Regions from separate parts of the Triticum aestivum genome. Here region 1 is linked to region 2. The links are chromatin contacts, called in public Hi-C maps. All regions are on one chromosome and are shown on one strand. Each heading gives the region's core, a stretch centred on a gene start, on an enhancer-like site or on the middle of the called end of the contact. The rest is flanking DNA. Distances are from core to core; before and after follow the strand shown.

Region 1 (5,359 bases), core at 1,332-3,831, 840 kb before region 2:
AAATTAGAAAATCTCAAGACAGTGAGATTTTCGATTAGATCCTTCCCCAAAAGATGATCAATTCTGTGTGATATAATGTTTAGCAATAAGATTTAAGGGAAAGAAAGGTGCAGTAAAAACTAGTGACAGGACTTGTAACTTGCATGGATACAAGATGGTCACCGGTAGATTTGCCTCTCTTCAAATCTTGACAGCAAAGACTGTGTTACCCGTTGTGAGGACAAACTAGTGAAGCCAAATGGTTTCTCGATAATTATCCTATTCCAGCCATGCTTAGTTTGGGCACTGTCAGATAATGGCAATGCCACATCAAGAAGTGCCTCTTGGGGAACAGCAAGGTAGAATATCCTGTTTGCTGCACAAGTGCCCTTTGAAACGAGAAATTGGGAATTAACATACAAATCCCAGGTTCAATTATAGCCCTTGAATTCGATCCAACAGAATTTCAGAAGTGTGACGTAATCTCACCTCTATCTGTGCCATTTTCGAATTCAGTTTGGCCATCCCATCTATGTTATCATGTCCTGCATCGACATAGTATGTCCTTTTAAGGAATTCATTCAACTTTTCTTCACAGTTTTCACTGCAGCACAACAATATTATAAATATATATCAGATGAAAACTTCCTAAATTTAATAGCATGAAGCTTGGAGTCAAGGTCTGCTACCAAAGAAACGTACTGGTGATCTACCCGACAGGTCAAATTGGCTTCAATCATGGATCTTAAATCCTCGTCTGCTAATGTCTTTCTAGAATATCCAAATATGGCAACATTCTGCAATATAAAGCATTGAAGTTGTGACAGGATGAAATGATAATACAGACAGTTGACAGGCAGTCACTAGATTCGAACTCCCAAAAGTACTCGAAAATCTGATTATTCTGCATCATTATTCACACGTACAACACCACCTCTATTAGCACTAAGCCTAACTATGTATAGGAAAGATGTAACTAATCCTAAATAGAAATTGATCATTCAGCGGGTTGATCACAGATATGGGATTGGAAATCGAAGCTTGTTTGCTAAGGATGGTTCTAAAAAGGGATAAAAATGAAGGCAATCAGATGTTATGACATGTTATGCTCATACCTGAGGAAGAAAATCACTGTAATACAGAGCAAATAGTGCTGGGAAGACTTTATTTCTTGCCAGTTCGCCAGTAGCTCCAATAACAGCAATACAAAGAGATGGTACACTTTCAGGTTGGTCATCAAAATTATCAAACAGAACAAGGTCTTCCTCTAGTACAGGATGATCAGCTTCAGAGTGGTTGAGTCCCAAATGCATTGAACTTTTGTCATCGATCGAGTTATCTGACATAACAGAGCTTGTATTTGCTGTTTCACCTCCTGTTTCTACATAAAAGGAAGCAATAATGTGTGTGTGTGTGTGTGTGTGAAAGCATCTGGATGCAAGCAAATAACCACGGAGAAATTTGTGATGACAGTAGTAAGATAGTATGATAAAAACTAGGGACTAGCATATTTCACAAATAATGCGAACTGAACATAACTTTCAAAGGCATGAAGCAAACTACTGGCATGCACACATGTAAATCTGTGGGAATGATAAGCCAGGAATCTCATAATTTTGATAGATATACTTGAAGTAGCAAATAGCAAGTGGTTTCCGAATACCAACCATCAGCAAGTTGTACATTCCGACGAGTCATCCTTCCAGTCAGCGATGCAACCTTGAAGCAGTCAGGAATTTTACCAACCCCTTGAATTTCCAGCTTTCTCTGAACTTGCGATCCATGCCTCCTCAGGGCCTTGTGGAGCTTCATCTTGGCAGCAATCCAACATTGCGTTCTAAGACTGACAGCAGGTCCTGCAACCTACGTGCAGAAGCATCAAGCAGGCAGTTGATCAGCACTTGAATGTGTCCATGTCTACTACATCGGACAATGACAGTAATTAAACCAAATGCAGAGCAAATAAAAGGCAAGCATCATCTGTAGGCAATATGAGGCAGGATGGTGCTTGGCCGACTCTGTATTCCGTCACCCTCGGGTGCCAGAACGGGCCACAAGAATCACATGCTCGCACACGCATTTCATCGAACATCCTGATAGCAGACAGGAGCGCTCGCCCTTCCATCCACCCCTCTTGGCCCGTAGGAATGACGCATGACGCATCCATGGTCACAGAATCCAGCATAGCACCATAACCATAACAAGTTGGTAAAGGCATTTTATCAAGCAGGTCAAGCGCGCCACAAGGGTGGAAGGAGGCCAAAAGGCACGACGGCCACCAACCACAGGAGCTCTGCTGGAGTACTCACCGGGCTGAAGCGCGCAGCCCCCAACGAAGGCGGCGCTGGAGCTGCTGAAGCCCTCACGGCGAGGACCGTGGTAGCCATACACGGCGTTGGCGCTTCTTTCTCGGTCCGCCGTATCCCGCCCCGCTTCTTTTTAGTCTCACGCCGGTGGCCGGTGCCAGGATCGTGTCAGTCAGGCCCCGGCTGATCTGATAGTGATAGACAGCCACGCGACAGTAGCTAGCCGTACGTGTCGTCGGTTTCAGGTATCACGAGGGAGTGGATAGCGACGCTCTGTAGCCGCCCCCGTTGGGATGCACATTTCGCAGTACAGCCAAAAAAAGCCCTAGGAAAGTGACAAAGTACTCCTCGCTTTGTGAAATACGTACAGAGCAGCAAGTCTAAAAATAACGTTACTAATGTGTAAGGACGCGTGCATCTGGGAGCTAAACTTTTTCGCTATCGGCTACCGCTTTGCCGTTTCGAAGCGTGGGATGCAGTTTCACTGTCCAAGTTCTTGGTTCTGACAAACACAAGTTGGTACTACTGAATTTGTATGAGAAATATTATTGTCATCGTCGCCACTGTTATTGTTTTTCTTTAAACATAGGCGTGAGCTTTGCCTCGTCTATTAATTAAAAAGTTTATTGTTACAAAAATACCCTATTGTTACAAAATGTTACTATCTCAATATTATTTTTTCTAACTTCTTAGCACCCGCTTTGGTCCAAAGCATGGCCTTCTCTTTAGGGCCTGTTTGGTTCCAATAAGTCACCTGACTTATAAGTCAGGTGACTTAAAACCAGTGACTTATAAGTCACGTCTGTTTGGTTATCACCTGACTTATAAGTTATCTGAGCACACATTTCCATCTTGTTTTTTTATGTAAAGGTGGTGGGACCCATGCAAAAAGGGGTGACTTATAAGTTTTAAGTTGGGGTGGAGCAACTTATGACTTATAAGTTGGGGTGACTTATAAGTTGGGTCTGTTTGGCAAAATAAGTTATTTTTTTCACTTTTGAACTTATAAGTTGGTGACTTATTTGGAACCAAACAAGGCCTTAATTAAGTTTAGAAGGATTGGATGTAGCGCTCTTGTGTCGGAAGACACGGGCATTTCTCTTGTTTGAGACAGACCATGACTTTCCTATGAGGGATGTTGGCATCTGATAAATTGATCCACCAATCTTTAACAGAATTTTTCGAATGCCACAAGAAGGTATCAATGTTTTCGAGGTGTATCCAATCATTGACAAAATTTGAAAGGTAAATTGGGAAGCGGTTGTTGTGCAAAAATAGTATACAAAAATTACACTCATAACTCAGGTTTGGAACCCGCAAAAACAAACTCAGATTTGCAAACTATGCCCATGCAGATAGAGTAGATTGTTAGTTGAGGCAACATCTACAATGTGTCTGTATATCGATCTATGCTCCTGCTTGAGCTTGTGGACCTATTTATGGGCATGTAGCTTTGGTTTTTCTTCATGAACCTATTTATGGGCCTCTAATTTATAGATTCTCAAAGGACGGGAATGTGAAGGAAAAAATCAAAATCCTTCAAAAATCATGTGAATTTTTTTCAATCAATGGGGATGTTTTGCTGATATTCTTTTTTTTGCGAGAAAACTTCCAATCTATTCATCTTCAATCATGATAGTATAACGAATGCTAGAAATAATAAAAATTACATCCAGATTTGTAAACCACCTAGCGACGACTACAAGCACTGAAACGAGCCGAAGGCGCGCCGCTGTCATCGCCCCTCCCTCGCCGGAGCCGGGCAAACCTTGTTGTAGTAGACAGTCGGGAAGTCGTCGTGCTAAGGCCCCATAGAACCAACGCACCAGAACAGCAACCACCGCTGACGAAGAGTGTAGATCAGAAGAATCTAACCCGAAGACACGGGAACATATACGAACGACGAACAGATCCGAGCAAATCCACCAAAGACAGATCCGCCGGAGACACACCTCCACACGCCCACCGACAATGCTAGACGCATCACCGGAACGGGGGCTAGGCGGGGAGACCTTTATTCTATTTTCAGGGAGTCACCGCCGTCTCGCCTTTCTGAGTAGAACACAAACCCTAACAAAACTCGAAAAAAGATCCAAAAACGGAGCCCTCCCACCGACAAGGGCCGAGATCCACTCCGCCTCCATGGCCCTAAGGCCACCGGAGACAGGGCAGACCGGCGACGTCGCCGGCGGGAGGCAAGAGAAACCCTAACTAGCCTAAGGTATTTCGTTTTGCTGATATTCAACCGAGCCGCGGAGAGACTTCTGAGTTTCTAAAAAAAGATGAGTTGAGACTTGGGAGGTCAAAAAAATTGTAACTGTTTAAATCCTATATAGAATTAGAAAACCACGTGAAGTCGTAATTGGAGGGCCCTCTTTGTTCGCAAGATTCTCAAAATACATGAATAGAAAAAGCATATGATTAAAATGTCATGTTCTCTTAAATGCTATAGGACTAGAAAACGACATCAATTTGAACAATATGTGTATGATGCCACAGAAAAACAAAAGTTATACAAAGAGATTCGAGTGGATAGAAATTTCCGTCCAAAACTATGTGCAAATCAATCCTTAGGAATTTTCCTATCCCAGGTTTAAATCCTCCACAAATCCTATGAAAATCCTTCGAATCGTAGGTTAAATGGTTTATACGCTAAAACGTTATAGTACATTAGTGAGTAACAGATCGAACGGCATCATCCAACTAAAGACTAGGACCCTAGGAGAAAGTCGAACCACATCAACCAATATCCTCCTAGGGTCCTAGTCTTTTACGACGACTTTCTTAAGCTTCAAATGTAAAGAAGATTGATAGACCACTCAACACAAGATGTTGTTATATTCATGGAACATGATTTGGCAAAGGCTAGGAATATGAAACCGGTTTCGTGTCTTTTCGAGCAACTGTTTGGTTTGAAAATTAATTTCAACAAGAGTGAACTGTTCTTGTTTTAGGCGCACCAAGGAAGACAGTTATTTGGTTGTGAGTTGGGGTCTCTTTCATTTAGGTACATGGGAATCTCAATTCATCACCGAAAACTAACCAACAAAGAATGGAAGTGCATAGAGGATCGA
Region 2 (5,684 bases), core at 791-3,290:
CTCTCTCCCTGAACTTGCTACCTCCCACTGAACTCCGGAGAGATGATTCCCTCTCTGACCCTTTGGTGCAGCTCATTGCGTAGATTCCTTTCTCTCCTTTCCTCTAAGTCATCCCGTAGATCCTTTTCCTTCTCAGCCCTTGCACCAGTGTGCGATTTTTGTGGGCTGATCACTTCATCGTGCTCCTTCCCTTTGTTCTGCACCCCACCAGTGTGGGAGTCAGCTGAGGGTGTGTACTCCCTATAGAGGGGTCAACGCATTGGAAGATCTCTAACAAAGCTCTGTCCTTTCGAGCCATTTTCTCCTCCACTTGACCTTGAACTTTCCTTACTAAAACCCATGCTTGAGCTTCCCCTCCATTGCTTTTTTTCATGGGCACCCGACGGGGACCTACCTGGTGAGGCACGGAGCCACTCTCCCCAGTGGGAAAGCGGGTCAACTGGTGGTTCACATCGTCCATCTACATGCACAAGCCTTCCACAATCAAAACAAAAATGAGGAACCTTCTCATAAGCAAAATCAAACCACGTTTTCTCTTCATCATCCGGTTTCTTCTTCAGGTAGAAGCCGCGAACCAACGGATCCTGCACTGCAATTTTGGTCCTCACCCTGAGCTCCGTTCCTCTAGCCAGCCCATCTTCCCCAACATCCACTTTAACTACTTTACCCAGCCAATTTCCTAGAGCCTCTCCAAACTCCTTGGTTCTTTTGTCCAAAGGTAGATCACCTACCCTTACCCAGACGTCAATTGTGTTGAAAATCATCTCAGACGGCCTGGTCACACCATCATAGTCCTTCAACACCACTACGTTGAAGTCGAACTGCCATGGGCCATTATTCAGGGCATGCTTTCAGTCACCCTCACTTCCAAACTTGATCATGAAGATATTGCCGCCCAAATCCTTAAACTGGGCTTCTCGATGGAGTCCCCATGCCCTCTGCATCGCTCTTTCAAAAGCATATCTGTTCAAGGGACGCGGCGAAAACGATTTCCCCACGACCGCCCACTTCACGTCCTGCTTCTTCCTTGGCCCCGGCTCGTCGAACACGAAACCAGCCGCCTCCTTTTCAGTCAGCGCTAGTCCTCCCATCTTCGCTGACAGGGTCGCGGCCTCCTCCGACACCTTGCCATCAGCCGGGGATCCTGGAGATCCCCTCTTCGCGGATGCGTTCTGCCCTGTCGCCAGCGCCACATCCTTTTTCGTCGGAGTCGCCGCCTGTGAGGGAACACCCCCTCCCTTGCTCGATGCAGACGCCATTGCCTCGCCTTCGAGAAGGAAAACCCGCGCCGTAGCCAGCCGAGATCACAACGCCGTCGCCGCGATCCCGCTGCCCGGAGATGACCACCACCCTATGTTCAAACCCTAACCCTAGGCGCCGCCTCCCGATCGCCTAGCGATCGCCTCTCGGTCGCCCCTTAGAGAGAGAAACGTGGTGGACCCGCTTTCATTTCCCGTCAACTTCGTACGTAGTCTCGACGAAAATCTTAATCCAAGCTCTTAGATGAGGCGCAGCCTACATAAAATGAACGACGACAGTGTTGCCAAATTTCCTGCAGTGGCACGACAAACACTGGAATATGGGTGATACTCGCGACGGCAACCGCCACAAGGCCAATCCTTCACCTACCATGTTCCTCAACACGAATCCATCCCTTTCACGATTCTCATTCTTCAACGCAAAGGATTCGCGAGACAACACGCCAATGAGATCGCAGCGACGGATGCCGGATTTCGGGTCCCCGGAGCCGGCGCCCGACCCAGCAGGTTCAGGCTCCTCTCTCTCCCTCACCCAACGTCCGTCCGAACGTGCGCACCGTGACCAGGGCCGGGCCCCGCTCCACGTCACGTACATATCACCAAACACGAACCTCCGTGCGCTACACCCTCCTGCACCGACCGGCGGGCGGGCCACGTGGGGCCGACGCGACGGTGACGGTGCAACCCACGAGCGCCGGGTGCACGGGTGCCGCCACGCTTCCCGGGCAAGGGGCAGGCAGCGGCACGCGCTTAATTACGCGACCAAACGGGCGCAGCCAGCAGCCATCCCTCTCCCTTTCCTTCCCCTCTCTCTCTCGCTCGTCTTCCTTGCCCCCTCGCGCAACAGCAGCGCCACAACGCAGTGAGTGGCACTTCCGTGATTTCGCCGCCGCGGGGGCGGGGGGAGGAGGAGGAGGAGGAGGAGGAGGGAGGCCATGGGCAACGCCAGCGGCAGGGAGGAGGACGCCGCCGCGCCCGGGGAGGCCGACGCCGCCGACGTCGACGTTGAGGACGGAGGCGACGACTCCTCGGCCCGCGGCTTCCCTCCCTACGGCGGAGGCGCCAACCACGTGCGCCGTGCGTGCTCGGTGGGCGTCGTGGGGGCCAGCGGCGGGCCCGGATCGCCGCCCGGGAGCCCCGGCCGCTCCCTCTCGCCGCGGATGTTCGTGCCCCAGGTCAGATCACCAGATCCCGCACCCTCTTCTCCATTTCCTTGCTCGCTCTACTGCTACACAGTTTGGTTCGGTTCGGATGCCTAGTTTCCCCCCTGCTGGTGCTTGTATGTGATCTCCAGATGTGGAGGTTCCACTGATTTCGTTGGTTGGTTGGTTGGTTGGCCTAGGGTCCCAAGGTGAGGAGTGGTCGCGATCTGGAAATGGCTCGGTATCCTCCAAATTCACTTTTAGCTAATGCTGCCCTTGCTGTGGATAAACTGTTTGATCCCTGCGCGAGAATAGAGCAAAGGAGCGCAAGCCTACTTGCTGCTACTTCATCTTAGTATTACTGATTGTAATGACAATGCAGGAAGACACCAGTTGTGTTTATCTTGCCTAGTTTCACTTTGGCAGTCGCTTGTGCGAGCTTGATTGTTTTCTCCTAAGCAGCAAACCGTTTCAGAATAAGCTAGTATGCTACTTGGACAGTAAATAGGGTGGTTCTTTTATGTGCAAACTGTTGAATGGTCGTTTGATTGTACAGACTTTTTATGGGTTTTGCTGTTCTGATTAAAACTTTACATGAAGCAGATTGGTTAGTTCTAAAATTTTCGTTTGCCCCTTGCCCAATAGTTACTTTAGGTACTGTAATGGTGATGTGTAAGTTAGTCATGAGAATGATGTCTCCGTTTGGGCTGTCCAAGGAATTTATAGGCTTTCTGTTAGGGCTCTGGTTCATATCGACACTGATACTGGTTTTCAGACCATGAATTTAGATGCTTTTCAAAATGAAATTAATACTCGATATACAGTCAGTCGTGCTTCAAGTCGTGCCTAAGCATTCAAAGGAAAAATACAGGATTGATTTGTTCAATTAGAGCCGGCGACCTGATGTATATATTTTTCTATTATTATGGCTGAAGATTGGATTGGTATGTCAGTCACCTTCTCATTTTTTTTCTCAGTGTCATACTGTCTATTACTTCTGAACCAACCCTTCTGCTACAATCCTGGGATTATGCTATCACTGTCTGCAGAATGTAGATCTCTTCTGGTGCATTGACATCAAGTATTCTATATGATGTAACAATGCGTGAGGATTTTTTCCATTCTCTTGGGTAATGGCCATAAGGATTGATTAAACTGAAAATAATTGAAGCAACTAAATATATGCAATTAGTAGTTGCCACAGCCTCTGCTCAATTTATCAGTTTTCCCGTTGATGTCACTAGTAAAGCGGACACATCCAAATCCATGAAACGAGTGTATCGAGGCTTACAGCATGACTATCCTGCTTAGCTTCGGAATGGCACAATATGATGTTATCATTTTTCTGTTTTCAGTGTATTTGCATGTTAATACCCTTTTGCCCTTTCTTACCTTGAACATGCACCCAAATCATTTTTCCCTTTACTTGGTAGAACCATATGAATCACAGTAGGTGCACAGATGGAAATGAGAAAATTCTGTTGCATCTAGACGAACTGCAAGCATTATAAGCATAGGGATAAAACATGACAGGGAATATTTTATTCTAGTGAAATATGCAGAACGTCAAATATTTGTGTATTCATTTATTGCTATAAAACAAGGTTAGATACAACATATGCATTAAGACTAAGTGTGTTCTCTCCTAGATACAACCTTAGACACACCAAAACAATGGATGTTTTATGCATTAAGACTAAGTGTGGATCTCTTAGGTTGTTGCCAATACATAGTTTCTATAGCAGTTCGGGACTAAGGAGTCCAATCGTATTAGAAAAGGTCCAGAGGCAAAATAGACGATATATAAGGAGTCAGGCAAGAACAATCAATCTACCCTCAAGTTATTCTCTCATTTAAACCTATGTCTACCCAGTCCGTCACAGCCATGCTCGTCTGGCTACAGCACAGTAGTTACCCCGTGGTGAATCAAGGTTCGCAACAATAGCTATATCTAGGAGAGAGAACGCGTAGATATTGGAATAGCTTTGCTAGTTTTGGTGAATCAAGGTCTAGTCTTCATGCTGTGGGTGAATCAAGGTTCGCAACAATAGCTATCCCAACCTTGGAATAGCTTTGCTAGTTTTGGTGAATCAAGGTCTAGTCTTCAAAGTGCATAACTAAGAAAAGTTGTAGACATGTGGTGAATCAAGGTTCGCAACAATAGCTATATTAGGTTTTGGTAGTCATGCTGTGACTGATCTAAAAGATCTGTTCTTCATGGTTAACAATACGGATTACTGCGACTACTGACTACAACTTTTCTTAGTTATGCACTTTGAAGTATAGGGCAGATACAGATATTGGGCAATTTATATTGTCCGGGGTTGTGATATAAAAGATCCAGTCTTAATGGTTTACAATATGATTTCTGAGACTATTGACTAAAATCTTTCTTAGTTTTGCACTTCGAAATGATAGAAGGCCAGAGACTAGATATTAGATCATGGTTTGCTAGATCAATACATCGTAGTAGTGTTATATTAACACAAATACAAGTACTTAGTTGATTCTGATACTACTAAATCTTGTAAGTGTTGATGTCTTTATTGCGCATAGGCTAAATATTGATGTCTTTATTGTGTATATGTGTATTCTGAGCCATTTGGTAAGAAAACCAAGCATTTCTGATGTAAGGTATTTCTTTCAGTTGCCAGTAACTACTTAACTAGTATATAAAGCATATCAATAGAGTCTCAAAACTTAATGGTAATCAGTATTATCTTATCCTGGGATTTGCTAAATGACTAAGATGGGTTTTGTTATCTGTCATTTATAATCTCTACTTATCTGTGTTACCCTACTCCAAACGTTTTCATCTATCTTTTTTTAGGATAAAATATTTTCATCAATCTGATATAAATGTTTGCATCCTTTTGTGTCATATGTTTGTTCAGAGAGGATTAGTATCTTTAATGTGTGAAGCAAGAACATTCTTTGTATTGATTACTACAATTTTGCAGACACCTGTACCTCCATTGCAAAGACCTGCTGATGTAACTCCAGTGTTCAATGAAATACTGATGAATGAACAAGAAGAAGAATTTGATGGCCCTCCTCAAAAGGAAATACCTGCTTTGGTTGTTTGGACTCTCGGAGGAAAGAATGTATCTGTTGAAGGATCCTGGGATAACTGGAAATCAAGGTAACTGATTAACGCAAAACCGGAACTACTGCACATATGATGAACAGATATACATTTTTTTACGATCTGTTAATCATGGACTGCGCTTTGGTGCCTTAAGGCACCTGCCTTGGTGCCTATGACATGTGAGCCCAACAGGTG

The links. A called contact is a pair of places that touch in the nucleus more often than the background predicts.
Region 1: a Hi-C map of leaf shows a contact between it and region 2, with 4 times the contacts expected there. The contact joins the promoter of LOC123085711 here to the promoter of LOC123085713 in region 2. A contact is called at or near these places in 2 of 5 Hi-C or Micro-C datasets (both in leaf).

Annotation. Positions count from the first base shown.
Region 1 is chr4A:162,114,855-162,120,213 of IWGSC CS RefSeq v2.1, forward strand. It overlaps LOC123085711 (inactive glucose-6-phosphate 1-dehydrogenase 4, chloroplastic), which reads right to left and starts at 2,582. Exons shown (of 12, transcript XM_044507400.1): 1 at 2,289-2,582; 2 at 1,647-1,842; 3 at 1,095-1,360; 4 at 682-776; 5 at 469-583; 6 at 163-368; 7 at 1-63. The coding sequence starts at 2,366.
Region 2 is chr4A:162,958,583-162,964,266 of IWGSC CS RefSeq v2.1, forward strand. It overlaps LOC123085713 (SNF1-related protein kinase regulatory subunit beta-1), which reads left to right and starts at 2,041. Exons shown (of 4, transcript XM_044507406.1): 1 at 2,041-2,434; 2 at 5,362-5,543. The coding sequence starts at 2,195.